Regions from separate parts of the Macaca mulatta genome. Here region 1 is linked to region 2. The links are chromatin contacts, called in public Micro-C maps. All regions are on one chromosome and are shown on one strand. Each heading gives the region's core, a stretch centred on a gene start, on an enhancer-like site or on the middle of the called end of the contact. The rest is flanking DNA. Distances are from core to core; before and after follow the strand shown. Region 1 has its middle 33 kb from the start of VPS54. Region 2 overlaps PELI1 (pellino E3 ubiquitin protein ligase 1).

The links. Hi-C and Micro-C count contacts between places; a contact is called where the count stands out from the background.
Region 1: a Micro-C map of CD4 T cells shows a contact between it and region 2, with 7 times the contacts expected there. The contact joins two enhancer-like sites. A contact is called at or near these places in 4 of 14 Hi-C or Micro-C datasets (CD4 T cells, blood, fetal cortex germinal zone and 1 more).

The regions. Positions count from the first base shown.
Region 1 is chr13:60,684,166-60,688,831 of T2T-MMU8v2.0, reverse strand. No RefSeq gene overlaps it. Among named protein-coding and RNA genes, the nearest start is that of VPS54, 33 kb to the left of the region's middle. Within about 2 kb of position 2,616, at least 5 of the 40 cell types and tissues checked have an H3K27ac peak or open chromatin away from gene starts, as enhancers often do. A contact at or near this core is called in CD4 T cells, where this site is marked.
Region 2 is chr13:60,589,709-60,594,037 of T2T-MMU8v2.0, reverse strand. All of the region lies in intron 1 of PELI1 (pellino E3 ubiquitin protein ligase 1), which reads right to left. Among named protein-coding and RNA genes, the nearest start is that of PELI1, 8.5 kb to the right of the region's middle. Within about 2 kb of position 1,892, at least 6 of the 40 cell types and tissues checked have an H3K27ac peak or open chromatin away from gene starts, as enhancers often do. A contact at or near this core is called in CD4 T cells, where this site is marked.

The DNA.
Region 1 (4,666 bases), core at 1,367-3,866, 94 kb before region 2:
CTCTTTACACTCTTGATACGCAGAGGTGAATGCAAGTGGGGTTGTGCTTTCGTTAATTTTGTATGGGAGGAAGTGGTTGTTCAGTGACCTTGGAAAAGCCCAATGCTGATGTTTTACAGCAGGTGGCAGCCTTTCCCTGGGAGAGAAGACAGAGCTAGTCTGATCTAATGCAAAATTGTTTAGGGTTTTATTGCTTTTCCTTGATAGACGTTTCAAATGATTATCTGACCCCGAAGTTGAAATTGGCTTTATCACAGAGGGAAGAGAAGCAGAGACCCTAAACCCTGGAAAAGGGGGTGTAAACTCACTTCTGGGGCTCAATCCCACAGCTGCTCTCTCTGAGGAAACTGGTGGCTGCCCTCAGGGCGTCTGGTCAAGTTCAGACACCACATGGCACCTCTGAGCAAGGGCCCATAGGAAGACACGGGTTGGAGCAGATCAAGAATTACCCTGCTGTATTTTGTGAAGGACGGCATTTGATAGCAGAAGTACCCCCTTTCCATTCCAGATGTGTAAAGCAGCCTTTTAAACTAATCTGCCAAATGGTTTTCTTAAGGTTATTAAGTTATTTGCATTCAAATTTGCAAAGTGCTTAATAGAAGGAAAGGCAGACTTGGTAGAGAAGCTTGATGCTGGAAATATATCGTTTGTTTCTGAATTCTTTTTTGTCTTTATTTACTTTAAAAAAAATTTTTTGAGACAAGATCTCACTCTGTCACCCAGGCTGGAGTGAAGTGGCATGATCTCGGTTCATTGAAACCTCCACCTCCCAGGTTCAAGCAATTCTCATGCCTCAGCCTCCCAAGTAACTGGTACTACAGGGGCTCACCACCACATCCATGGGAGTTTTTTGTATTTTTATTAGAGATGGGGTTTCACCATGTTGGTCAGGCTGGTCTTGAACTCCTAACCTCAAGTGATCTACCTGCCTCGGCCTCCCAAAGTGCTGGGATTACAGGTATGAGTCACTGCACCAGGTCTGTTTTGGATTTCTTAATGGTAGGATTGTATGTATCATTTATCAACAAAGTGCTGTGTAGAAAACATTATTCAAAACTTAGTGTAAAAAAAAAAAAAAAACTTAGTGTAAATGAGTAGAGACTGACCAAAGTCCCTATAGATGAATCTACTTTATGCCAAGAGGAAATAGGGGTGTTTAGACAAGGATAGGAGCAGACAGAAATCAAGGAACTAAGTGGACTATTGAAATTAATTAAAATTGAAACTAAAAATTAAGTTCCTAAGTTGCGCTAGCCACATTTCAAGAGCTCAATAGCTACATGTGACTCGTGGCTACCATAGTGAACAGCACAGATAATTGACCATTTTTATCACAGAAACTTCTACCAGATAGCAGTGGACTAGAAGAAAAAAACAGGGAGTATGGCCAAGTGAAAAGGTGAGTAGTTAAGAACAAGCCCTCCCTGTAATGCTAATTATCGAAATACTAATTCCTAAGTGTAGCAGGAGTTTCAAATACAGTATCTCATATAATCCTTATACTAATCCACAATCACAATAACGCTGCTGACATTTGTTGAAACCTTTTTACTACTGCAGGCCAGGCACTAAAAACTCTTTTGTAATAACGTTGGGGCTCAGAAAACAATACCCTAAAACAAAGGCCTCAGAAAGCAACCTCAGAAACAGAAGTTTTTCTTTGACCTTCTCCTGCCTTCCTGTCTTTCAATCCATTCTCCACTGAGGCCAGCCGCAGAAATTAGAATCCCTCTTCCCCAAGGTAGGTCATAGAATCTAGTCATAAAATCTACAAAGCTAGTCATAAAATCTACAATTTTACTCTAACTTTCCCTCCACCTTTCTGTATTAAAAACTGGCCATGAAGAAATGATCTGACCTCCCTTATTTGACTGCAGGACATAAGGCCCTGGTTCCAGAGAGGGTCCTGTCCCACACCCAGAAGGAAGGAATGCACACTTAGAGAAGCCAAGAAGAATCTAGACAGACAGGCCTTGCTGGGTTTCCCCACTCAGGCCATTAGCATTAGATCTTACCCTTTTTGTCCAGTCATATTCCTACACAGCTGGCCATACTTTGTTGAACCTAAGCATAAACATGACAATTTCCCCTGTGTGTTTGGGTCTTCATTCTGAAGGCTCCTGTGTATTCCCATTAAATAAATTTGAATATCTTTTCTCCAATTAATCCACCTTTTTTGAGTTGATTTTTCAGCAAACCTTCTGAGGGCCATGGGGAAAGCTCTCCCTTGGCCCCTGCGTAACTTGCTTGTCTTTTCAAGAACTCAGTCAGGTCGGGACTCTTATTGTTCCTATTTAACAAATGAGGAAACTGTAACAGAGAGGGAGTTTAGTAATGTATCTAAGGTTACCTGGCTTGTAAGGAATAACTGGGACTCAAACCCATGTCTTTCTGGGTTGTAATAGAGAGAAGGCAAGCAAGGAAAATACCTAGCACTCTCTATATGTGAGTCAAATTTGCTTTTAAACCACTTTGCCCTAAGGCAGGCCCACCTCTTAGATTTTCTGTCACATAATTGTCTTTCTGGCTGAAGAAGAAGAAGGCATTATGCCAATTCTGAGAGAGTAACAATGACCCCCTGTTAGTCAGGATGTGAGCCACTTCCTTCCCCCCTAGAGCAGTCTGCTGCTGCACAAGGGAAATTGGTTTCTCAGAAGCTCACCTTTGTAGACACAAGTGTGTTTGGGTGACATTTTTGAAGTAAAATATTCTTGTTTAAGATGAAAATGAAGACTAGAAGTGTACATGGGAGATGCTGTTTTCTCTAGGTGGTGAGATTAAGAAAAACTGTTTTTCTGTTCATCTGTATTCTGTAACTTTTCTACACGAATACATCTAAAAAATTAAAAAAAAAAAAAATCAAAGCCAGAGACTGCATGGGAAAAATTGTGCCTTGGCTTTTGTTAATAGGCTTTTGATAAGATAGTAACTACTTTAGTACTAGTAGCCAATAAAAATACATTTGGTTGAGTGCTAAATACTTTAAACAATAGCTGGGGGATTGTGGAATTTAATTATAAGGTTAAAAAGGACACTAAACAATGTCCAGGTACTCAGTGCTTCTCTGCAGATGGGGACACAGTTGTTTTGTGTTCATGGCCCTTTTAATTTTTTTTTTATTTTTATTTTTTTTTTTGAGATGGAGTCTCGCTCTGTTGCCCAGGCTGGCGTGCAATGGCTCAATCTCGGCTCACTGCAACCTCCGCTTCCTGGGTTCAAGCGATTCTCCTGCCTCAGCCTCCTGAGTAGATGGAATTACAGGTGCCCACCACCACGCCTGGCTGATTTTGTATTTTTAGTAGAGATGGGGTTTCTCCATGTTGGTCAGGTTGGTCTTGAACTCCCTACCTCAGGTGATCTGCCTGCCTTGGCCTCCCGAAGTGCTGGGATTATAGGCGTGAGCCACCGTGCCCAGCCATGGTCCTGTCTTATGTCACAAAGTTCAAAGTGAGGCACAGGCTGGTAGATAAAAAACAGGGTAAGTCTGTGAATCACAATATTACTTTTATCATCAATTAGCAACAAATGGTCTCTGAAAACTAATAAACTTGGCATGGGGAGAGAGGTGATCTTTCCAAGCTACAGTACATGTTTGTTCTTCCCAGGTGAGACTCATTAAGTAGAAGCCATGTTACTGAGAATTTGCAAATGTAAACAGTATGGAGGCAGAGAAAAAAAAAAAGAGGCTGAGAACTGGTCAGTGCTTGCTAAGGTTCTTTTCTCCTACAAAATTCTAAGATTTTGTGATTGTTTTAGTTTAGTAGTATGTCTTTATATACTTTTAAAGTTATGTACTCTTAAGTTTCTATACATTTTAAAGCTGGCTTTCCCTAAACTGATGTGCTGCTAAAGGGTATCTTAGACATTTAGTTAAAGCTGTAGGTGAGTCCCATATAAAATGCTAGCCAAATGAAATGGTAGCCAAAATAATTTTCAAATACCTAAGTATCCAGAGAGAGTACAGTTTATAGGTTCATTTACTTTAATGGCCAAATAAAGGAATTTTAAGTACAAAAGATAACTCAGAGGAAGAATCAGTGATAATACAGCACCAAGGAATCAAGAAGTCACCCCCCACCTTCCTCACTTCCCCATCTCTCAGGGTTCCATTTAAAACCAATTCCTGCTTATCTTGGAGTGTAATTTAAGTGGGGTGGCTATAATATTGAAGCTAAGGAGAACGAAAAACATGTGAATTCCCGGCAGTCATCTGTCTAGGCAGACAGTTGGAGACAAGAAAGAACAAACTGCAAAAGGGCAACAGACTCATGCCACAGGTGGTGCATGCAGCTGCAAGGACTTGGGTCAGACAAGCCCTTCTCAGAAACACAGAGAAATATTCAGCCTTGTTCACTCTCATTCCCTGCAAAAGGACAGACCTAGCAGCCTTAAAAAGGAGTTCTGGAATCAAACCAGGCTCTTTTGTGTTTCCTGTTTGGCTGAAACCAATGTGAAGCGAACAAAATCCTAAGATCAACTCACTTTAAAAATTGTATATATACATGCACATATATACATTTTATATTGCCTGATTATGCCAAATAATCTGCCTTTACCACCTACATTGTCTTTACAGATGACGCGGAGCTACCTGTTTGTTTTCTCTTTTCTGTGCTTCATTGTTAGATAACTCCCTGCTTCGTTTGATGGAAATAACCACGCTAGG
Region 2 (4,329 bases), core at 643-3,142:
CAGCGGTTTTTATCCTGTATCATATTGCCTGTCCTATTTATTCAATAAAGAATATAAAATCCTTTTCATGTAATAGATAATAAAAACCAAACCAATTAGAAATGAACAGGGAATAAACACCTCAGATGGTTTTATAGGCATTATAGGATTTACAATCCTATAATAAGGACATACATGGAAGTACATTAAAAGATTGAAAATGAAGCCCACAACCTATAGATTGTATCATTGTGATCAATGAATGATCTCTGACTCAGACTGCTGACATTCTCCCTTCATGGAGAGTTTTTCCATATGACAATTCTTCTTTAGAGTTTATCCATGATGACTCAGGGTACCTAGATGGTACGAAGGAGCCTTCAATTTAAGGAGTAGGAGGAAAATGAGGGGGCCTACTGAATCATTAGCAGCCTACTCAGTTCTGAAACTCAGCAAATCCTTTTGGAAGCCATTTTAAAGTCAGCTTTAGGAGACAAATTCTGGCTAAAGCCTTAAAAGACTAGTCCTTAAGAGCTGAACTATATGCAAATAAATAACGTTATTTCTAAAAGAGACACAACCAAAACGCTTTAGCAAAATCTGATCTTCTTTTTGTTGAATAAATGTCAGTGATGAATTTTTTAAAATGTCTGCTCTCAATGAAGTTACAGATCTGCTCAATGTTAGACAGTTTAAGAGCCCCTGCTCAAAATTCATCCTAGTTCCTTTGAGGAACAGACAGGGCTAGTTCAGAGACTGAATCATCCTATTTTAAATGAAAATAACAGTAAAGCGGTAAGTATATTTAAAAAGCTTTTTGATACATAAGGTATGTCTATAGGACTAGTTTCTAATTAGAAGCAGCCACTACTTTACAAAAGATACATATTTAACACATTTTCTCATGAATGATGAACTTAACTAGTTTTGTAATTTGGATGTTTTGATCCTTTAATGGTGAATTTAAAGAATGACAGTGAGAAACAATTCAAAGAAAAATCCATCATGTTAATTGTAGTCTAAAATTAAAGCCAATCAGCTTTTAGTGCTTCCAGTACATGCAGTTCATTAAATCTGAAATAAACCCAGAGGAACATGAAGTACTATGGATAGTATCTGCCAAGAACCAGAAATTCAACATTAAGGTTTTGAAGAATCAACAAAGCACTTTCAATTGTTTTCACTTATTGTTAAAAAATAAAATTAAACTGTGCCTTCTAAAGACTAAGCCAAATGATATGTTGAACACTACAATGAGTTACTAGAAAAATATCAGGGCCAGTCACTTCATTCTTGTGGAAGGAAGAAGTTATAACCTTCTTTACCACATTACTTATCTTTTTATCTTTTCCTCTTGACTGTCAAATAGAAGCTCAACAGAAGTACAGTCTCCCTCTAAGGTCATATATGATTATTATTACAGTAATGATGAAGTCCCCAATTGTTTGACATTTTTGGAAAAGACAACAAACATCAAGAGCTGAAAATAGCTTTTGAAATTCCACTATTACTATCAAACTTTGCTAATTTAGGTATGTAGGTTCTGGATGGATGCAGGATTAACTCAATGAGTATGAGTTTAAACTCACTGTTTCCTACTGTTTCCTACATTACTGAGTTTAAAAAGTATTGCATCCTACAGTTCACGTAGTTATCTCTTAGTGTCTGATGAGAGATCTTCACAACGGCACACAACAGAAATAGACAAGGAAAGTTTAAAAAGATTAAATATGGCACAAATAGGAAAAGTATTGTACTTGCCATCCACAGGTTTCTACTTTATACCCCTAATTCATTCCAAGTCTACTTTGTAAGTATAAAAATGGTAGACAAACATCGAAAACGCTGTTGAAGAGCAATAGGCATGACTAAAGCTGGCAAAGGATGATAAAGAGAGCTATTGGCAGAGTAATGAATAGATGAAAGTGAGACAGGCAGGAAATGAGAAGTATCTTGCAATGCACAAGCTGAGAATAACAACCTTGAACCTGTTGCTGTAAAAATCTACAAAGCTTAAATAATAGACTGAATTTTCAAATAATTTCTCAATTATTATTACTCATTACTATTTCCAAAATTAAGTATAGATTTTATCATGGTCATAAGGTTTAAGTCAACATGAAATGTAAGATGTCCTTTAGCAAAGCAACTTCTCTTCAAATGAAAGTTGTATTATTACTTCTATTCTCTACTTAATTTACACATTTGAGCCTTAGCTCATTAGGTCACAGACACTTAAGCACATCCAACTTAAGAGAATTATCCATAGTCATATTTACTGTTTTGTGAGATCCAATTTTTTCCTTTCCTTCCTTCTCTTCCTGACTTCCCTCTCTTTCTCTTCCATCATAAGTTACTCATTTATTCCACAAAAATGGAAATGAAAAACAGATTGATGATCCTACCAGTAAATCAACAGCCTGAATGAAAGCTATTTCTAAAATAAGTCACACTTCAGTATGGTCATCATCACAGAACTTCAAAGATTGTTATGAAAAACCACTCCCACTTGTTTTTTTTTTTTTTAGATTAATCAAAGGTTTTAAAGGACTTTCAGAGTTAATGGAAAGCCCAGGAATTAAATATGGGCTCAGTTGTTCCATGTTAACAGACTAGTGTTTAAAATACATTAAATAATCTAGTCCAGCAGCTCAGTCCTGATAGTATGTGCAGTATACAGTAAGAGAGTCTGGCTGTCTATCTATACATACACATGCATATATACATCTACATACACTACAGGGACAAAAACTCTGAGTGAATTAAAGAACTAGATTCCTAACAATTTACTGAAAAATGTTTAAAATAGGCAGTTTTGTTAAAGTATTCCTTACACAGTTATATACTTATATTCTTAGTGGTCACTATGTAATTTACTACATGGTAAAAGTTCATAAATTCTACTTCATGGCATTAAATTTTAAATATAATTGGTTAAAAATACAAATGAGGCTGGGCGCAGTGGCTCACGCCTGTAATTCCAGCACTCTGGGAGGCCGAGGCGGTGGATCACGAGGTCAGGAGATCGAGCCCAACCTGGCCAACATGGTGAAACCCCGTCTCTACTAAAATACAAAAAATTAGCTGGGCGTAGTGGTACGCGCCTATAATTCCAGCTACTTGGGAGGCTGAGGCAGGGGAATCACTTGAACTCAGGAGGTGGAGGTTGCAGTGAGCCGAGATTGCGCCACTGCACTCTAGCCTGGTGACAGAGCAAGACTCTGTCTCAAAAACAAAACAAAACAAAACAAATGAAAACGTTGTGCTCCCCCACCACTGGACATAAATAACAAGAAAAAGAATGGCTTTCTTGACTCAGTATTATCAGGAGAGTAAAAATCACTGAAATGTTTAGTTTCTCAGGTTGGAAAAACTGTACCTCTAAAGAATGAACTAGTATGGTAATTGTTCAAAGTAGTAATCCTACATGTATATTGTCCTGAGAGTAGATTTTTACAATCCATATTTATTGAGGTTTTTGGGGGCATTTAAACATTTAAATGAGATCCAATTTTTTCTATGCCTTTATTAATAAAGATTAAAAACAGTTCTTTAAGGTAAATCAGAATGTTTTCAAAACAACTACTAATCTGAGAAATGAAGCATGAATATAAGAAGACTTAAGAGCCAGATTCATCTCTTAACACTAACATGTGTTAGTCTTTTAGTTTCCCAAGTATATGCCATAGCGACAAGAGTTAAACAGTTTCACTGCGTTTTAAATACCATCCCTTTAGTCTTGAATGCAGAAATGAAACTTACCTGAAATGACTGTTTTGAATACTTAGTATTAAGAATGGTATATGATCTTGTATGTGTGTATATGTGTGTGTGTGTGTGTGCATTTTGTGAGACCTTAAATATCCAAATGAGTATGGTGCCTTCCATACTAGTCATTCTCAGAAGTTATATACCCTTATTCTAAATGATGCTACAATTGTCCACAACATTATTAAAATTCCTTTTTGGTCTACGGGTGATTCTGACTTTTACAAACAATAACTGCCTTCTCAGATTGGATCTGATTTTTAGAAAGAGCCTCAAGTTACTTTCCATTTTCTTTCTGTCAAGATCCTCTGTGAGTCATTATCTGATAAATAACATGAAATATCACATGGCCAATCACCCCATTTTTCCTTAAAAACAAGGAGCAAATACAAAGTAATGAGCTATTTTCACGTGTGGCTCTTAAGCTGGCTTAGAAAACAACAACAAAAATTTCTAAAAGTCTTGAGTAATGCTAGTATTGTTAAGTGTACGGCTTCCACAGTGACTATTCTAAAGTAGAAGACTTATTTTAGATAAGTATATAAAATATTTTTACTTTAAAGCAAGATGGACAACCAGCCC